Linked DNA regions of Gossypium hirsutum: region 2 is linked to region 1. A link is a contact called in public Hi-C data. All regions are on one chromosome and are shown on one strand. Each heading gives the region's core, a stretch centred on a gene start, on an enhancer-like site or on the middle of the called end of the contact. The rest is flanking DNA. Distances are from core to core; before and after follow the strand shown.

Evidence for each region. A called contact is a pair of places that touch in the nucleus more often than the background predicts.
Region 2: a Hi-C map of leaf shows a contact between it and region 1, with 6 times the contacts expected there. The contact joins the promoter of LOC107951415 here to the promoter of LOC107952270 in region 1. A contact is called at or near these places in 11 of 34 Hi-C or Micro-C datasets (anther, callus, hypocotyl and 2 more).

Annotation. Positions count from the first base shown.
Region 1 is chrA02:20,831,560-20,835,831 of Gossypium_hirsutum_v2.1, forward strand. It overlaps LOC107952270 (increased DNA methylation 1), which reads right to left and starts at 1,866. Exons shown (of 1, transcript XM_016887537.2): 1 at 160-1,866. The coding sequence starts at 1,866. The coding sequence ends at 160. LOC107951416 (interferon-related developmental regulator 1) reads left to right here and starts at 2,328. Exons shown (of 13, transcript XM_016886467.2): 1 at 2,328-2,775; 2 at 3,014-3,185; 3 at 3,370-3,450; 4 at 3,740-3,822; 5 at 3,899-4,014; 6 at 4,115-4,225. The coding sequence starts at 2,766.
Region 2 is chrA02:21,037,357-21,041,660 of Gossypium_hirsutum_v2.1, forward strand. LOC107951415 (QWRF motif-containing protein 2) reads right to left here and starts at 1,404. Exons shown (of 6, transcript XM_016886466.2): 1 at 1-1,404. The coding sequence starts at 1,051.

The sequences.
Region 1 (4,272 bases), core at 616-3,115:
ACAAATATGCTCCAAGTCTAATGTATAGTTGCTGACGAATAAACTTATAAATGCACATGTAAGCTATACCAGTTAACATCTGATAATACAATAACAAGAACAAACATTAATATTTCATGTACCTGGAACGATACTTGCACCTTATGATATATCAGTCTATCACAACTCAGTTTTCAAGGGTTTTTGGCACATTATGCTTCCCTGAAAGTCTAGTAAAGCATATTGCAGAAGCTTCGATCTCTCGTCGCCTGTCATGTGAGAAAACCCGAAACCGTTAACCCATGTGTCGACTGCAGCAGGCACGGCGGGTAAAATTAGCTTCTGCACCCCCAGTTTGGCTAGATTCTTTTCAAGTTCATCCACCAAAGCTCGACACATGCCGCGGCGGCGGTGGCTGAACCTGGTAGCAACAAGGGACATTTCGGCCACAATGTCACCATGTACCCTTACGGTAGCCACGGAAACCAGATCATTGTTTTCCTCCAGAACCGCAATATAGAATCCTTTGAAATTCAATCGTTTCAGCTTCGACCCTTGGCTGAAAATCACAGCTTCAACCAGATCTCTCCCTGTGTAAGAATCTTTACTAGGCTCAAAGCATTCATGCATCACATCGAGTGCAATATTCAACTTACTGTGATTCTCTGCACAAGAATCCAGGCCATCGGGGCAATCAGTATAGCCGTCGCCATTAGAGCTTGCCTTCGACTTCAGCAATGTCCAGGTCAGATTGTTCCCCACTGGAATTGGTTTTCCAGTAAGATTTTGCAGGCTGGAAAAGATGTTTTCACAGCTATGGCTGCAAAACCAGTTGTTTTTCCTAGCCAGTTCATTTGATTCCTTCAACTTGAGGCATCCAATGTGAAATTTACACTCACATTGTTGACAAGCAAGAAAATTATCATCATCACTTACAGTTCCAATACAACAAATGCCACAACAGCAGGAGGGGCAAAACCAGTCACCATCTGGAACTTCCTTGAGGCCCACGCAATTGACATGGAAAGCAGAAGGGCAACGATCACAGCAAATTAACTCCCCCCCATCGCAACAAGCAGAGCAAACATCATCACTCCCACGTGGATTTGAATCGCCCTTCTTCGCAGATGTGGGGATCGTCATCATTGAATCATGCACTTGCCTTTGACAATCAGAAAGAGACCTGCCACTGCCATCGTCCAAGATTATATTAGCAGCCGGCCTATGGTTGGTACTACCCGCATGAGCCTCAAAGGCGGTGAGAGCAAATACCCTGAAACAACAGTCACATTGAATCCCAGTACGAGTTATCCTTCCTCTCATCAATGGATTCCCTGCCTTATTCCGGTAATACACTTTCCCCAAAATCGAAACCACATTGTTGTCTATCAACCAAGAGAGAACAGTTCTTGGGTTACGATGAGATGAATTCGGAACAAGATGCTCTCGTATTCTAATCCTCTCTCGTTTGATCACCCGAGGCTCGGCTTGATTTTCTTGTTTTCTCACCTTCTTCCCTCTTTTGGGTGGCGGCAGGGATTTAAATGGAAGAGATTTAGGGAAAGCTGGATTTTCTTGAGTTAAACTCTTTCTTTTCAAGGGTTTCTTGGGCTCCAAGTCAGCAGCCACGGCCACGGCCATTCCTCCTCCTCCCTCGGCCCCGGATGTTTCATCGATGTAACCTTTGCAGGCAGCTTTGAGTGTATAGTAAACCTTGCCTTGCGGTGACTGATATCGTAACTCTTGTCTTCCGTTCTTCTGAGCATACCAAAAAACCCAACCCATGGAAGAAAGATGTTTTTTGGCTTGCAGGGTAGTTTCACTTCTCTTAGTACCAGGTTCTGCTGTACCCCCATTCTTGTACCAATTGAACACCGCATCTGCCATGCTTGACTTTTTAGGATAAACAAATTAGATATGATATAACATTAGTTTAAATAAGTCGACTTCTACTTCGATTAGAAGTCTTGAAGGATAAACAAAGCAAAACTGAGAATTTTATACTCTTGGGTTTATTATTTATAGTAAAATTTTGGTGATGTCGAAATTAGTTTTTTTATGGCGAAGTGGGCAACGATTGAGCTTAAGATAATTATGAAAATTTGCTGTTATTGGGTTGGGTCGCAGCTCAGGAAGTCCAGTTGAAGTTAGATTCATATAAAAACTCGTATTTAACCAAATTAATACTTTAAATCAAAATCAAAAGTTCTGTTTTTACTTTTTCCATGAGAAATTATTTTCAAACTTTTAAAAACAGATAATCAACAGTTCAATCTTTAGCCACCCTTTTCACTTTTTTTTTTAAATTTAAGAATCTACAAATTTAATACTTCTTTTTTCTTTAAAAACAATTCTACAAACTTCTCCCAGAGTCCGGGAACTCTAAACCCCCAAACTCGCCTCCTAAAAAGTAAAATTACTTTAATCACGTGTCTAACCCTAATTCCACGTGCTCCATCCCTACACTCGCCTCGTGTCCCAACCTGCCAATTCCCGAATCCCCGTTCGCTTTTCTTTTTACATATAAATTAGGGTTTGTGTAATTTTCTAAATCCATTCCCTTCCCTTGGCTTTATATTCTAATAGGGATTTTCTGTATCACTTTAATGGCTGCATCCTCCTCCCATTCGCTTCTGATATCGTCTTCCTTGTTCTGTTTGGATTCTTTTTGGGTTTTTCGTTCTGTCTATCGTTGTTTAATTTCAAACCTATCTCATTCTCAGATTCTTAGTCAACCTTGTAGTTTCTAACATATAAAAACCGACGGCCGAGAAGTAGTCACCAACATGGGAAAACGTGAGAATTTTTTTCCTCTATTCTTTTTTTGGGTAATTTTTGCTAATTAATTTGATTAAATTTCTGCCTTTTTGACTTTCCAAATTGCTATGGATGTTAGATGATTGATTGTTTGGTGAAGTCGCGTTTGAACAATTTTCTATTATTTGTCTTGGGGTGTGTTTGGCGTCGGTTTTATATTTGTTTTGTTTTAGGTTTTATTTAAGGCTGAATAAAAATAATTATATGAATTTGGCAGGTAAAACTCAGCGCAAAAATGCGACGATGTTAGATAGTGACGATGATAATAGTAGTGTAAGTTCATCGTCGACCATGCATTCCGATCGAATGTCGGTTTCCGGAACTGAAGAAGTAGAGCTTAATAAGGATAGTTTACTTGATGAAGCTGTGGATAATTTATACGAAAAGAGGTTAGATATAGTTGGATGAAAATTTGATGCATGGTTTTCTTGTTACTGTGGTTAAGGAAGAATAGTTTGGTTAGTTGAAATTAGTTACTTTGTCAAGTTCTCGAGATTTCTCAAAAGTTTTTAGAATAATTATGCTTTTGACTTGGATGTGGCTCAATTGGGCGTTTTTCTCCATTTGTTGAAGGGGTTCAACGCGAGAGAAGGCTTTGGCCTCGATTATCGAAGCTTTCAACAGCAACTTGCAGCATGAGTTCGTGGAGAAGAAGTAAGTTGCTCTCAAGTGGTCTTTAATCTTGGGTTTGATTTATTTTATTGCAAGAATAGCCCAAGGATTTAGGATCATGGTTCTTGAAACGCTAAGAATTAGGAATAGCACACATTCGGTGGGATTCATTAGTTAGTCAGACTTGAGATTACATAGTATTAGATTGTCATTTTCTATTTGCCAAGTATATTTGCAGGTGTGGGTGGAAGTGTTTCTTATGATTCAAATTCATGGTACTTGGATCCATATGCTTCTAACAGTCATATTTTTGTCTTTGGCTGTTGTTCAGGTTTGCTACATTACTGCACCGGTGCCTGAATTCCCTCAAAAAGGGGTCCAGCAAAGAGATATCTTTAGCTTCCCGTACCGTTGGTTAGTTTTGAAAACTTTTGCAAATTGTAATGCATGCATGGATGGAAGAATTCAAGCTGATAATTTGTTTTGGTAGGTTTGCTGGCTTTAACTATTGGTCCTGGAGACAAAGCACGGGAAATATTGGAGGAATCAATCACTCCTGTTTCACAGGCTTTTAAGTCTGGTTACGAATCTTCTAAGATAGCTTCGGTATGCTAGAAGTTAAATTGGATTTTGTCCCCCTAATATTTTGTTGGTATTTAGATTCTCAGCCATTTGTTGTTTCACATTACCTGGTTTCTTATTGTAGTTACTGGAGTGTTTGGCTATCATCACTTTTGTTGGGGGAATCGAACCAGAGGAAACAGAAAAATCAATGCAAATTATGTGGCAGTTGGTTCACCCTAAACTAGGCTCTAATGTAAGTATGTATGCCTGATTTTCAGTAATTAAAAATCATCTGATAGT
Region 2 (4,304 bases), core at 154-2,653, 210 kb after region 1:
GAAGTAGCCTCAACAAATTAGCATCCGAAACTTTGTTCTCCCCAATCTTAAAACCATCACCAACAAAGCTCAAAATCGACAGCCTAGTTACCAAATTATCATCCAAACCATTCCTCAGTCTAGGACTCATTCCCCTCGTTGAAGATGACCCAAGCTTACTCGGTGACGCAGGCCGAACTGGCCCATGAATTGGCGGTAACTGTCCTCTGCTATTCAATACACCGTTTGGAGACGAAAAAGGAGTATCAGCTCCGAACTTGTCTGGTACAATTAGCTTAGTGCGCGCTGTATTTTTCTTAGGAACCGGCGAGCCAGGATGGGACCGGCATACCCGATTAGCAGTCTGTTGCCAGGACCGAGCGGAGACCATTATTCCTGGAGGCCCACGCTTAACGTCTACGTTAGCGGAGGAACTTTGTGAAGAACCTGACGTACTACCAGAAGAAACACTTTCAGTATCAGAAGCAGCGAGACCACGTTGAGCCTTAGATTCAACAGGAGTAACGGCTCTTATATCTCTATTATCAGCCATGAAATCTTGCAGTGGCCCAAGTACATTGCCATTAACAGAACCGTTTAATCTCTTCCTCTCATCGGTGCAAGCCATGCTTCTACTAGCCACCGAGTTGGGTAGCCTTAACCTCGCCGGCCACCGCTCCGTCTTTGAAATTTCGGTTTGCTCTGTTCTTCTCGTTTCCAGCGTCGGTTTGCGCCTCTTGGTGGTTTCTTTCTTTGTGGGGCATGGTGATGGAGCTGGTGTAGCTTTGCTAACCTTGTCAGCAGTGTTATTGTTAGCGTTGTCAGTTTTCAAACGCATAGGTTTATTAGACGGCGGGGTCACCGCATGTCTCCTCTCCACCGGTTGAGACCTCTTAATAGCCGATGAAGTCGTGTGTTTTGTGGAAGAATTTGAGTGGGATGAGGAGGTGGACAAACATTTTCGGGAATTTTGAGGGGGCGGAGGGATGGAATTGTGGGGGTCGGAGGGCAACAAGGGAGGCAGTAGCCCAGTTCCTCCCAGGTGTTTGGGGTTTAGGGTAGCAGCAACCATTGGGGGGGCACTCACAAAATTCAATTCCACAGTCTGATCCTTTAATCTCACTCTCTTCCCAACACCTAAACGTATCTAATCATAAACACCTCCAATTTTATATTGAAAAAAACTGTTGGGATTTAACAGATTTTATTCTTTAAACATAAAAACTCAGAATTTTCATAGAGGAGAGAGTGAGAAGGATGTGGGAAAAGATTAGATTAGATTAGATTAGAGAGCATAAGGGTGGTAATGCTAGGAGTGGCCTATGTAGTATACATTTTGTTTGTAGTATGGAATTTAAAGTGAAGGGAATCCATTGCAGTGGCGGGGTTTTATGGGGATGGATGAGTCGCGTGGAGGAGAGGCAACCTCTGTAGGTCTGTTACTAAACTACTTACACGTGGCTGCCACATTTCTTGTTTCTTCACGAGAAATAACTTTATAAATTCTTTTACCATATTATTTATTTATGGTTCCTACCAAAGTAAATATATCAGTTTTGGAAAAAAGATATGTATTTATTTTTATTTGATAAGAATTATGGATGATGTGGTAAGAAGTAGGGATGAAATCAGGGGGTTAGTAGGGAATGTAATAAATCTAGTAAAATAGAATTTTAAATATTTTTCTTAATTTTTTATTTTATAATTACTATTACAAACATGCGTGGAAGATTTAAGTGATTAAAAGCTCTAATGATTACTCATAGTGCATAGGCTTTAATTGAAGGCTGAAATTGCAATTACAATAGCTATTGTCAACAACTTGAGCAACATTTGGAGTGATTGTATTATGATAACGTATTATAAAATAAGAGAGATGGAGAGAACAAAGAACAAAGAAAATATAAAAGGAATAAAAAAAATATACTTTATTGATCAAATGGATGATTACAATACTTCGTCAGAGTCTCTATTTATAATTCTACTAACTAAGTATATTAAAACTTTATATTGATCATGATGGGCATCCACTTAATAAGATATTCATAACAAAATAAAAATTTATAAAAATCATTAAAATTTATGATAATTATTAGATATTAATTAAAAACCATAAAAGTTTATAAAATTTAGAAAAAAATTAATTTATTAAAATTGTTAGAAATTAATTAAAAACCATATAAATTATTTATTAAATGTTTTTAAAATTATTTTTCTCATTTTTACTAAATTATTTAACTAATATAATTTATTTTTAAGTATATCAAACATTGGAATTCTTTTTTTTTCTTATGCATACTTGAAAGTTCTTCTAAAATGTTATGCCTTCTTAATAATCAATGGCTTTTTTTAATTAATGGTAAGTTGCTATATTTTTATAAAAATGAGAAAAATAATTTTTATAAAATATTTATATTTTTAAATATAGCTTTTAATTAATTTTTAAAAAAATTCTAAATTAAATTTCTAATTTTTAACCATTTTTAATATTTTTTAAAAAAAATTATAAAAACTTTATGGTTTTAATTAGCTTCTAGTAATTATTATAAATTTTAATGATTGTTTTATAAATTTTTATCTTTTTTATAATTCCACGCTTGGACTACCATTTGCTCAAATATATTGTGTACTACAAAATTATGGACTCCACGGAGCGCAAAGGGAGAGATGACGATGAAATAATGAGTCGGTGGTTAAAGAAAGTTTGTATAAAGGAAACAGAGGAAAACCTAGATATTGTGATGGACATAACACTGATTTTTGAAAAGGTCCTATCATGGAGAGACAGGTTGGTGGGAATCGGGCAGATGGAGTAGGAGATTTTGAGATATCGGAAAATGATATTGAATGTTCATTGGTCAATGGCATCCCCTCTATTAAATTTTCTGATCAAGTAAATCAAATTTTAATCAAAGATGTGACATACACAGTAGTAATCAAACTCTTTGGAAGAAGCATCGAGTATTCAACGCTTTATAACAAAGTCTATTTGCTTTGGAAACCCTCTCAACCGTTTCACTTAATGGATGTGGAGAACGGATACTTCCTAGCCAAATTCAAGAACTCGGAAGATTTTGAGAAAGTTTTATGCCAAGGCCTCTGGATCGTGTATGGGCAATATTTAACAGTACAACCATGGACTGTGGTATTTGACCTGGTACAACCATATCCAAGCACGATCATGGCATGGATTTGGATTCCCGAGTTGCCAAGGCACATGTACAAGTGGCAAATCCTGAGGGAAATAAGAGGGCTTATTGGGAAAGTAGAAAAACTGGGTTTTAATACAAATAACGGGGGTTAGGGGATGATTTGCGAAAATGGCAGTGTATGTTAACTTGGACAAAGCCTTAATTTCTCAGGTCATGGTAAATTACGTGGTTCAAAGAATAGAGTATGAATATTTACCTACAGTTTGTTTTTCATGCAGTCACTATGGACACATAAAAGAAATCTATCCTCAACAAGCAACGAAACAGAAGGGATTGGATGAAAGTATCGTGGAAAGAGGGCGAACAAAGGCAATCTATGAACCTACATACAGAAGAAATATCATAAAATTCAAGCTAATATGACCTATAAATGTTAGTCGAGAGACGAGGCCAATGCGTAATGAAGGTAGGCAGGAAGAATGGTGGTGAGGGTTCAGAAGAGGGGACTAGTAGTTCTCAGTTCCAAGTTTTGGGAACCCTAGTTGCGAAAGATAGCAGTCGAGAACAAAGAGATGAGGCTAGGATAGAAATGGACCACAAGAGTTCAAGCCCTTCTAGTTTGGGTACAGGAAGGGTGGGAGAAGATTTGCTCTACCATCAAACTAATGAGCTTAGTCCTTCTTACCAAGAATCAGGTCAACAGAGGTCTGCTGAAGGAATTGGGTTAGAGAATGGCATGACCCAAAAGACAATTAATCTCTTAGTTTCAGACAAAGGGAATAAAGCTATCTCAAAAAACATAAGGCTAGATCAACATAAGCCCAACAGATCTAAGCAGTAGACTAAAAAAGTAGGCCAAATGAGGGTCGGTGTGAGGAATAAGCCCAATCAAAGAACCATGAAAAAGTCAAGTGAACCCTTTGTAGGTCACGTTAATCGGGCTTGGAAAGACCCGAAAGGAGTAGCAATTAGGGCTTCAGAAAAAGAATGAGCAAACCTAGAAAATGATGACGGAGGGCCATGGTTTCTTTTTGGTCCGACGGAATTTGAGACTGAGGTGCAAAAAGGCTCGATATTAGTGAAAAATTGGCCAATTTGAAGTTCGCAGGAGAACAATAAAAAGATGATTCAAACGAATGGAGCTTTGTAGGTATTGCCTCGGGGGAGGTCGAC